Regions from separate parts of the Mus musculus genome. Here region 1 is linked to region 2. Evidence: chromatin contacts called from public promoter capture Hi-C data. All regions are on one chromosome and are shown on one strand. Each heading gives the region's core, a stretch centred on a gene start, on an enhancer-like site or on the middle of the called end of the contact. The rest is flanking DNA. Distances are from core to core; before and after follow the strand shown. Region 1 has its middle 24 kb from the start of Gm34441. Region 2 overlaps Mindy4 (MINDY lysine 48 deubiquitinase 4).

The links. Promoter capture Hi-C pulls out the DNA fragments that hold promoters and counts their contacts.
Region 1: a contact with region 2 is called in a promoter capture Hi-C map of neural stem cells. The contact joins two enhancer-like sites. A contact is called at or near these places in 3 of 39 promoter capture datasets (the 3T3-L1 cell line, hippocampal neurons and neural stem cells).

Annotation. Positions count from the first base shown.
Region 1 is chr6:55,510,538-55,514,727 of GRCm38.p6, forward strand. No RefSeq gene overlaps it. Among named protein-coding and RNA genes, the nearest start is that of Gm34441, 24 kb to the right of the region's middle. Within about 2 kb of position 1,409, at least 21 of the 459 cell types and tissues checked have an H3K27ac peak or open chromatin away from gene starts, as enhancers often do. A contact at or near this core is called in neural stem cells, where this site is marked.
Region 2 is chr6:55,307,589-55,311,924 of GRCm38.p6, forward strand. Mindy4 (MINDY lysine 48 deubiquitinase 4) reads left to right here. Exons shown (of 18, transcript NM_001142781.1): 16 at 567-747; 17 at 1,674-1,746. Among named protein-coding and RNA genes, the nearest start is that of Gm38819, 19 kb to the right of the region's middle. Within about 2 kb of position 2,808, at least 5 of the 459 cell types and tissues checked have an H3K27ac peak or open chromatin away from gene starts, as enhancers often do. A contact at or near this core is called in neural stem cells, where this site is marked.

The DNA.
Region 1 (4,190 bases), core at 159-2,658, 200 kb after region 2:
GGCCTTTTGATGAAGCACTTTATCCATCCTCCCTGTAGAGAGGATCCCGAGACAGCAGACTGGGGGCTTTTCTGGGACACAGAGAAAGCCACCAAGGAGCTGACAACAGACAGATAATGAGACTCAAGCCCATCAACAGAGGAAGAAAGTACATTGACAGGGGAGTTGAGAAGGAGGACCCCAATAACCAGGTGTGGTTGCCTGTGTCAAGTGCTGTTAAAGGCTCATGATGATTGGGCTACAAAGTATCTGTATTCGTTGTTTAGAAGTCGAGTAGCTTTGTTTTGAGCCACCCCTTGCTCAGGCTGGATGGGCAGGCCATTTTGCTTGTAGGAACAAGAGTAGCCTCCCCAGAAAAAGCGTAGACTCATGTGGCCTCCCAAGGGCTACCACCTGGAAATCTCTTCTAAGTGGCTCTATAGGAGGATGGGTGGGTGGTGGTGGTTTTACAGTCCTCTTTGGATCAGGTTGGTAGAGATAGACCGCACATGCTCAGAACCACAGGACTTCTTCCATTAAAGCGCTCTGCAACTGGTTTGAAGGTCAGAGGCTCTTGCCTCCAGATTGGATGGCCTTAGCCCAGGGAAGATAGAAACTGGGAGATTTCTTTGGAAAGAACCTGGATTCTTCAATCCTCCAGGAAGGAGTGGGCAGATCCAGGCTTCAGAATAAGGGTCTGGAAACATTTATATAATGGAGGAGGTCCCTGCTTGGAAAGAGGTTCCTATTCCCAGCTTCTATTTGCCCCTAAGGACACTGCTGGAAAAGAAACTTTCCACTGAAGCCAGGGGGCTGCAGAGTTAGAGAGAGGGCTAGGACAGACCGGTCTGTGATCTTTGACAGACATAAGTAAACACTCCCTCTGTGGTTCACTTAAGCAATAGGATCTACCCTTGGCCTTCTAATGTTTCCCATTTCGACTTTGAGTGGGTGCCTAAGGACCAGATGGGGCTCATCTCGGGTGGGAAGCACACACTCAAATCTAGGGAGATGTTTGCATGAGATCCGAGTCTCACAAAGTGGCCCGGGCACATGAACCCTGTGACTGATTGCTCCCTGGCCATAAGGCAGCACTCACTGACGACTGGGGTTGGGGTTAGAGGTCAGCCTTGTGAGCTTTTCAGGTGGCATGGTGGTGGAAAAAGCCTAGTCTGTCATTTGGTTATACCTTTTGCATCAGGAGCAGAGGGAGGCCTACAACAGGCCATGGCATGAGCACGGTTTTTAACCCAAGGAGCTAGAGAGAGAGGCGGGAAGCCTTGAGAATACAAGCAAGAACTGGGAAACATTTCCCCTTCCAGCAGTTTCCCTTATCTAGAGTTCTTCCTGGCAGAAAGAGTTTGGGCTGGAGGGAGGGAAGGTTGGAGTGGGGTGGGGGAATCAACTCATAGGTCTGCACTGCCCTCTGGTGGCCATTTTGTTTGATGATCGGTGTAACGCGCGCTTCCAGTCTAGGGAAACTGGCTCATTTCCACACAGTGCCTGGTAATGAGATAATGAGAGAAAGAACAAGCTTAAATATTTTCTATAATTAACACTGGGAAGAGACACTTACATGCGAAATATCTTGTAAGAAGAATGTGACCCACAGTGCACCGTGCAGGGCTTTTCTCGCAGGGCTTTTCTCTTTGGACTTCGCCGGCACACACATTTGTATTTCTGTATGATCACACAGAAAAGTTATTTCTGGAGACTACACATAAGGAGCCCTTTAGGACGTGGATTTGTGTCTAAGAACTTTCGCACTTAATTGTAAGCGTGAACATCTGCATCCATCTGGTTAGGCCTCAGATTTTCACGGCGGGCTTTGCTATTGTCTTCTTACTGAGGTTTTGGAGAAGACAAGTGAGAGAAAGGAGGGCTTCTCCCCAGGAGCTTAATGTCTGTAGGGAGGTTAATGAGTTCGGCTGTTCCTCTGTCCCTGTGGGCTCCTTATCTGTGAATGCAGAAAACCTCGAATGGAAAACTTTCTGGGAAAAGCGGTACTCAGCAGTCATTTGCATAACGCCCACATTGGGCTGAGTAGCGCAAAGGTCTAGACATGATTTGAGTCATCTGGGGGGAGATATGTAGATTATGCACACCATCTCGTACGACAAACTTGTGCAACCATGACACTTGGAAAGGCAGGAACTAGCTCCCTGTGGACGCGAGAATACTGGGAGTGGGTCATGAAGGGCTGCAGCCTGGGAGAATTCGGTATGCAGAGGAGCACACCCAGCAGATGCTACTTCGAATGCCGGATTCTCAACTTTTCTATCTCTCATTAGAAAACAAATAGACATCTAAGGAGAAATAAGAAAATACAATAAGATAAAACAAACAAACAAACAAACAAATTAAAGTATGAACAAAAAAAAAAAAAAACAAGCAAGAACAAGAGCCAACGAAAAAGCACAAGATGCTGAGACACACATGTTTGCACACTTAGCAATCCCATAAAAAACCAGAAGCCAATGTATATGACTGGCAATGTAGAAAATAAAAACTACCCGACTTAACATAATGAGACCAAGAACCTCCAAGCCAAAAAATATACACAAAGGACATGTAGGATTAAAAAGAGAGAGAGAGAAAATAAAAATAAAATAAACATAAAAACTAAAACTATAAGATTAAAAACAAGCCTTGACACAGGCTATGAGCCAAGGGACCTCCACAGGTGCTACCGGCCTTTTCTGCTGGCCATCAACTGCTGGGCTGGCAGCCTACGATTAGGAGTAGTTTGTTTCTCCAGTGATAAAACTTAATTTGCAAGTGTGTTTCAATTGTATTGATTGGAGACGGCTTCTGGGTTAGGGATGGGGGCGTGTGTCCACTTCTCCCTTCAGCTCTAGGATCCCATCTGAGGCAGACCTGTGCCGGCCTTGCGCAGGCTGCCTCAGGCTCTGCGAGGTCATGTCTACATTGATCGGTCCTGCTGTGGTCTTGATTCTTTGGCGTCTTCCGTTTCCCCTGGCTCTTACACTCTCTGCTTCTTCTTCCACCGAGTTCCCAGAGCCCCAAGGGAGTGGATTTGTTTGATACAAACATCCCATTTAGGGCTGAATGTTCCAAGGTCTCTCACTGCCTATTGTCTGCCCGTGGGTCTCGGTATTTGTTCCCAGCTGATTCAGGAGGAAGCTTCCCTGGTGATGGATGAGTAGGACACTGATCTATGAGGATAGTAGAAGGTCACAGGGGTCATTTTATTGTTGCTCTTTCAGTAGAACAGTGTTTGGCTTTCCCCTAGGTCATTGGGCTAACTAGTCTCAGGATCTTGAGTCTGTAAGAGAGCCCCAGGGTAAATCTGTTCTTCATGTCAGCTCCATCTAGGCTGATGCTCTAGAACAACAGAACAGCATGATCCTGCATGCCTTTCTATATCTGCAGCCTTGAGCAAAGGCTTCTCTTTCTGGTTTCCATGTTTTCTAAGTTAGGGTGTGTTTCATTTCCCCCATGCCTACGGGCGCAAGAAAATCCTCCACACAGGATTCAATGGCATCAAGAGCCTCTTTTACTTGTATCCTTCTGACCTGCAATGGCTAAACTCATGCATGTCCTTTTCCCATTAAAAGCCTCCTGCCTTTTCCAGCTGTGGTCCACTGCCCAACATGTTCCTCAGCTCAGAGTGTAGGTCTGGGTCAGAGTACTGTGGGGGCTTGACAGAGATAGGTCCATATATTCAAATACTTGGTCCTTAGTTGGTGTAATTGTTTGAGAATAATTATGAGGTGTGGCATTGTTGGTATTGTGTCATTAAGGGTGGGCTTTAAAGTGTGTGTGTGTGTGTGTGTGTGTGTGTGTGTGTGTGTGTGCGTGTGTAAATAAAGAGGGTTTATATATTAGTGTTGCTTACAGGCTGTAGCCCAGCTAGTTCAAGAATGTCTATCTACCAGTGGGAAGTCCTAGAATCTAGTAGTTGTTCATTCCATAAGGCTGGATATCTTTGCTAGTCTCTAGTACACAAGAATCTCTAATACCATGAAGGAATGGACTTGCCATTGAGAGTAAGGGCAAGCAGGGAAAGGGCAAAAGCTTTATTCTTCCATGTCCTTAATGGAAGCGGAAGGTGTGGCATAGATTAAAGGTGAGTTTTTCTATCTTTTCTAGTGTTTTGAGGAACTTCCCCACTGATTTCACACTGGCTGCACCAGTTTTTATTTTCACCAGCAGTGAATAAGTATTCCTGGAATTACCCCACATCTATT
Region 2 (4,336 bases), core at 1,558-4,057:
AGGACCTCCAGTTTTCAACCATTTGTTGGCACATTGGGCGGTCTCATGGTAGCAGTGCACGTGTTGAGCGGTGTCACAAGGCAAATGATGCACTATGGTGCTAAGGTTGAGGGGGGCAGTTGCTCAGTGACATGACCCTAGAAACTGGAAGGAGCCAACGATAACCTGCTCTCTGACTGAGCAGTTGAGGTGATAAAGCTCTCAGAAGGGAGGACAAAGAATGGGAAAGCTCAGGGACTCGTGAGCCGAGTGACTGAGGAGCTCAGCAAATAGCAGGAGGCCATGGCTGAGACACACACAAGTGAGGTGTGTGAGAGACTGAAGGAGAAGAGAGAGTTAATTGACTAGGTTGTGACGTGGACCAATGGGTGTGTTTGTGTGTGTGTGTGTGTGTAGGGGATTGTGTGTGAGTTCGCTGTGATCCTTGATGTGGGGTAGTCAGCTCTAGAAGGTAGGCCTGTGGTTTGGGCAGCAGGCAGGGTTCCTAACATCACAGCAAGGATCTCTGGGAAGCAAGCCTCCCCTCAGCTGGTCAGCATGTTACCTCAGGTCTTTCTGTCCTTCAGGTTGGCTGCTTCCTAAAGACGCCAAGGTTCCCCATCTGGGTGGTCTGCAGTGAGAGCCACTTCAGCATCCTCTTCAGCCTACAGCCAGAGCTCTTGTGCGACTGGAGGTCTGAGCGGCTTTTTGACCTGTATTACTATGACGGCTTGGCCAACCAGCAGGAGGAGATACGTCTGACTGTTGGTGAGACACCCAAATGCATCTCTTCAGGGAGCCTCCAGGCTGCTCCAGAACCAGCCTTAACATACCTTCTTGGGATCATCATGGGTGGCCGGAGAGTGATGCTAGCCTGGCCATCCTGTAAGAGAGGGCTGTGGGCCTTGAGCACTCCATGGCACTAAGAATGGAAGATGAAGTTAAGGCCACATGCAAGTGCCCTGTAAGCTATGCTGACATGTTTGGATTTGCATTTCAGGCAATAGGGTGTTGTCTTAGTCAGGGTTTCTATTCCTGCACAAACATCATGACCAAGAAGCAAGTTGGGGAGGAAAGGGTTTATTCGGCTTACACTTCCATACTGCTGTTCATTACCAAGGAAGTCAGGACTGGAACTCAAGCAGGTCAGGAAGCAGGAGCTGATGCAGAGGCCATGGAGGGATGTTCTTTACTGGCTTGCCTCACCTGGCTTGCTCAGCCTGCTTTCTTATAGAACCAAGACTACCAGCCCAGAGATGGTCCCACCCACAAGGGGCCTTTTCCCCTTGATCACTAATTGAGAAAATGCCTTACAGTTGGATCTCATGGAGGCATTTCCTCAACCGAAGCTCCTTTCTCTGTGATAACTCCAGCTGTGTCAAGTTGACACAAAACTAGCCAGTACAGGTGTCATAGGAGGTTTTAGGGTAGAGGAATAAAGAGACCACAATTGCTTTTAGAAAAAATATTTTGATAACTAAAGAAAGGTGTGGGTTTGGTGAAGGCTGGAGGTAAGAAGCCAGTGCACTGTCTTGGTAAGAATTAATGACCAAGAAGGGGGGAGGATCCAGTCAAGATGAAGATGGGTCCATCATACCCAAGGGTTGGGGTAGGCCTCCGGAGTTGCCCAAACTGGCCGCAATGGCAGTGCCTATCCCTGAGATGACATAGTGCTTTTCCCCCTTCCTTCCTAGATACCACCAAGACCGCCCCAGCGGACAGCTGCAGTGACCTTGTCCCTCCTCTTGAGCTCTGTATCAGAACCAAGTGAGTGGGGCTGCCTCTAACCTCATAAAACTCACCCTAGAGGCCAGGATGTGCATTGGTTGGGGATATTAAGCCTGTGGACAGAAAGACAAACAGCTTCCGGGGTGGCCTGATTTAGAAGGCTGTGGTCAGGTAATACCATGCAGCTGATAGACACTGGCCTGGGGGCTTACACTGAAGCCGATGTCTCCACTGGGCTGACAATTTGCTGACTTTTCAGGAGCTAAAGGACTGAATAGAATTGGGAGAGGGGATGGGGTGGTCAGGGCATGCTGGGTTGTGGGTGACCACAACAGCAGTACCTCTCTACCTTGTGTGGTATAGCCACTCACTCAGAACACTGAGCAGGGAGGCTCCTGTTTCTGAGGCACTCGGTGGGTCCTTGACACCTCATCCTGACTCTGCATTTAGGGGAGGCTGCAGCCCAGGCTAGAGTTGAGGGAAGCCCATTCCTTTCTTCTAGGCTTTGTTGTGCACCAGGCTGGGGCTGTGCTCTTTAGGGCCCGTGGGCCATCGAGAATAGAAGCCTCTGGCTCGTTTGCGCAGCTCTTCTCAAAGTCTGCAGTAAGAGACTAGGAGATCTCGGTGTGCAGTAGTGAATCAGGGAGGAGCGTCTCAGGAGGGAGACAGGGTTCTGGTTGCTTTTCCAGGGACGTAGTGCATGTTGTGTGGTTCTGAGAATGAGTTCTGGAGCCAGCCTGCAGGCTGACTGTGAGACACTAGACCTCACCTATCTGGCTTACTTGGTCATCTGTAAAGTGGGGACGACGACAGCTTGGAGCCCATGTGGCTATTCCTAAGTGCTTTCTAGCATTAGCTCTCACTGTCATTGTCCTTGGCACTTGTAACTTGTGTTATGTCAAGAGGAATATGTTTCCTAGCTAGGGCCAGAGTCACAGCCCGGCCCTGAGATCCTGAGCACCTGAGATACATGTGGCAGGCCTGGAGTTCAGGCCTGTGGCCCTCTGTAGACAAACAAGCCTTTGAGTGGGACTGGGGAACAGAGCAAGGACTGCCTTGGCACTGTGGAAGCATCAGGAAGGGGAAGTGGGAGGGCTGCAGGCACATCCCCATTGTGCCAGTTCCCTGCCCTCCCCCACAGGGAGACAGCATTCCTGCAGGGTCATAGGCTGGCTGCTTTCATCAGAGGATTAGGGGCATGTGCGGGTCCCTGTCCTTTCAAGTACAAAGGGCCACTCATTCAAGGTGATGAGTGAAGGCTTTGAAGGGGAAAGAAGGTGATCCTAGCCTTGGCACCTATGCAGGCTAGCAGAGGAGGCCACAGGGTGACCTTTCTGAAGGAGAAGGGCCCCAACTGGCCCCTAGGCACAGCTTCTATCCCTTTTGGACTGGGATGCTTCTTGAGACTCTTTTTGACTTTATCTTTGTACCCCTCTCACCAGTAGTACCCCTTAGTCCTTCACTGCTCTCCTTTGACATTAGATGGCTCCCGATTGGCCAAGCAGACACACACGCCGCCCCCCCCCCCCCCCCCCCGCCAGCCCAGCCTTGACTGGCTTTCTGAGCTCAGTCTGATGGGCAGTTGTTTGAGAATGGCTCAGAGTTTTGGCCTACCTTGAGGGTAACTTCTTGCCTGAGATGGCTGGCACGGAGCACAATTCATGATCATCATCATGGAGGGTGGGCTTGGACCTGTTCTATTGGTGCTTTTGTCTCTTGGGAGGATCCCAAACCCATTCCCCACCCCCAGTGATGCCTGATGAGTGCTGGAGAGCAGCTTGCCCTGGGGAGTGGGGCCTGGCTTTCCCTGCTCTCACTTCTGCTCCCTGTCTGGGGCTCGGATGAGGCAGAGCGATGGCATCTTCAGAAGTGCTTCTCAGTGTTGGTCACAGAGAGAAAGAGGACTGTTTGTGTAGCATACAAATAGTCAGGGTTCCGAACATCAGGCTTAGGGGCTCTTAGGGGTCCCAGGCACCATCCATCCCCGGGATGGGATGGCTAGGGGAAACCTATGTGAGTTCTAGGTTACTCACTGGGGAGTCTTGCCCCAGAACGTAGGTTCTAGGCTTGTAGACTTTGGCTTCCTTTGAGGAATATGTTAGAACTGGAACGTCCAGGTCAACCAGGGCCTTTGTAGGAGGCCTGAGGATGTGAATTCCTATGTAGTTACTGGTTGCTGCTGCTGCCACAGCCCTAGGATCACTTAAAAAAACATTCATTGATTCGTGTTTACAATGTATGTGTGTGGCGCATGTGTGTGCATACCTATTCATACTATGGAAGCCAGAAGAAGGCAGCAGGTATCCTCTATACCCACCCACCTGGCACCCAGTATCTTTGAGATGGAGTCTCTTGATGAACTTGGGGTTTATGTTTTCTTGGATAGTCTAGGCCAGCAAGCCCCAGCAATACATATGTGAAACACTTGGCTTATTCCCTGGGTGCTGAGATTTGAACTCTGGTCCTCAGTATTTCCAGCAATCACTCTTAACTGTGGAAGCATCTCTCTAGGCCCTGCTTTTGAGAAGTGCTGTTCTAATGATGGATAAGGGTCTCCCTGGCTCTATCCACGTCCGTCTGCCTTATGAGCCTGCTTTTGCATGTCAGTTACCAAGGGAGGTACCAAGCC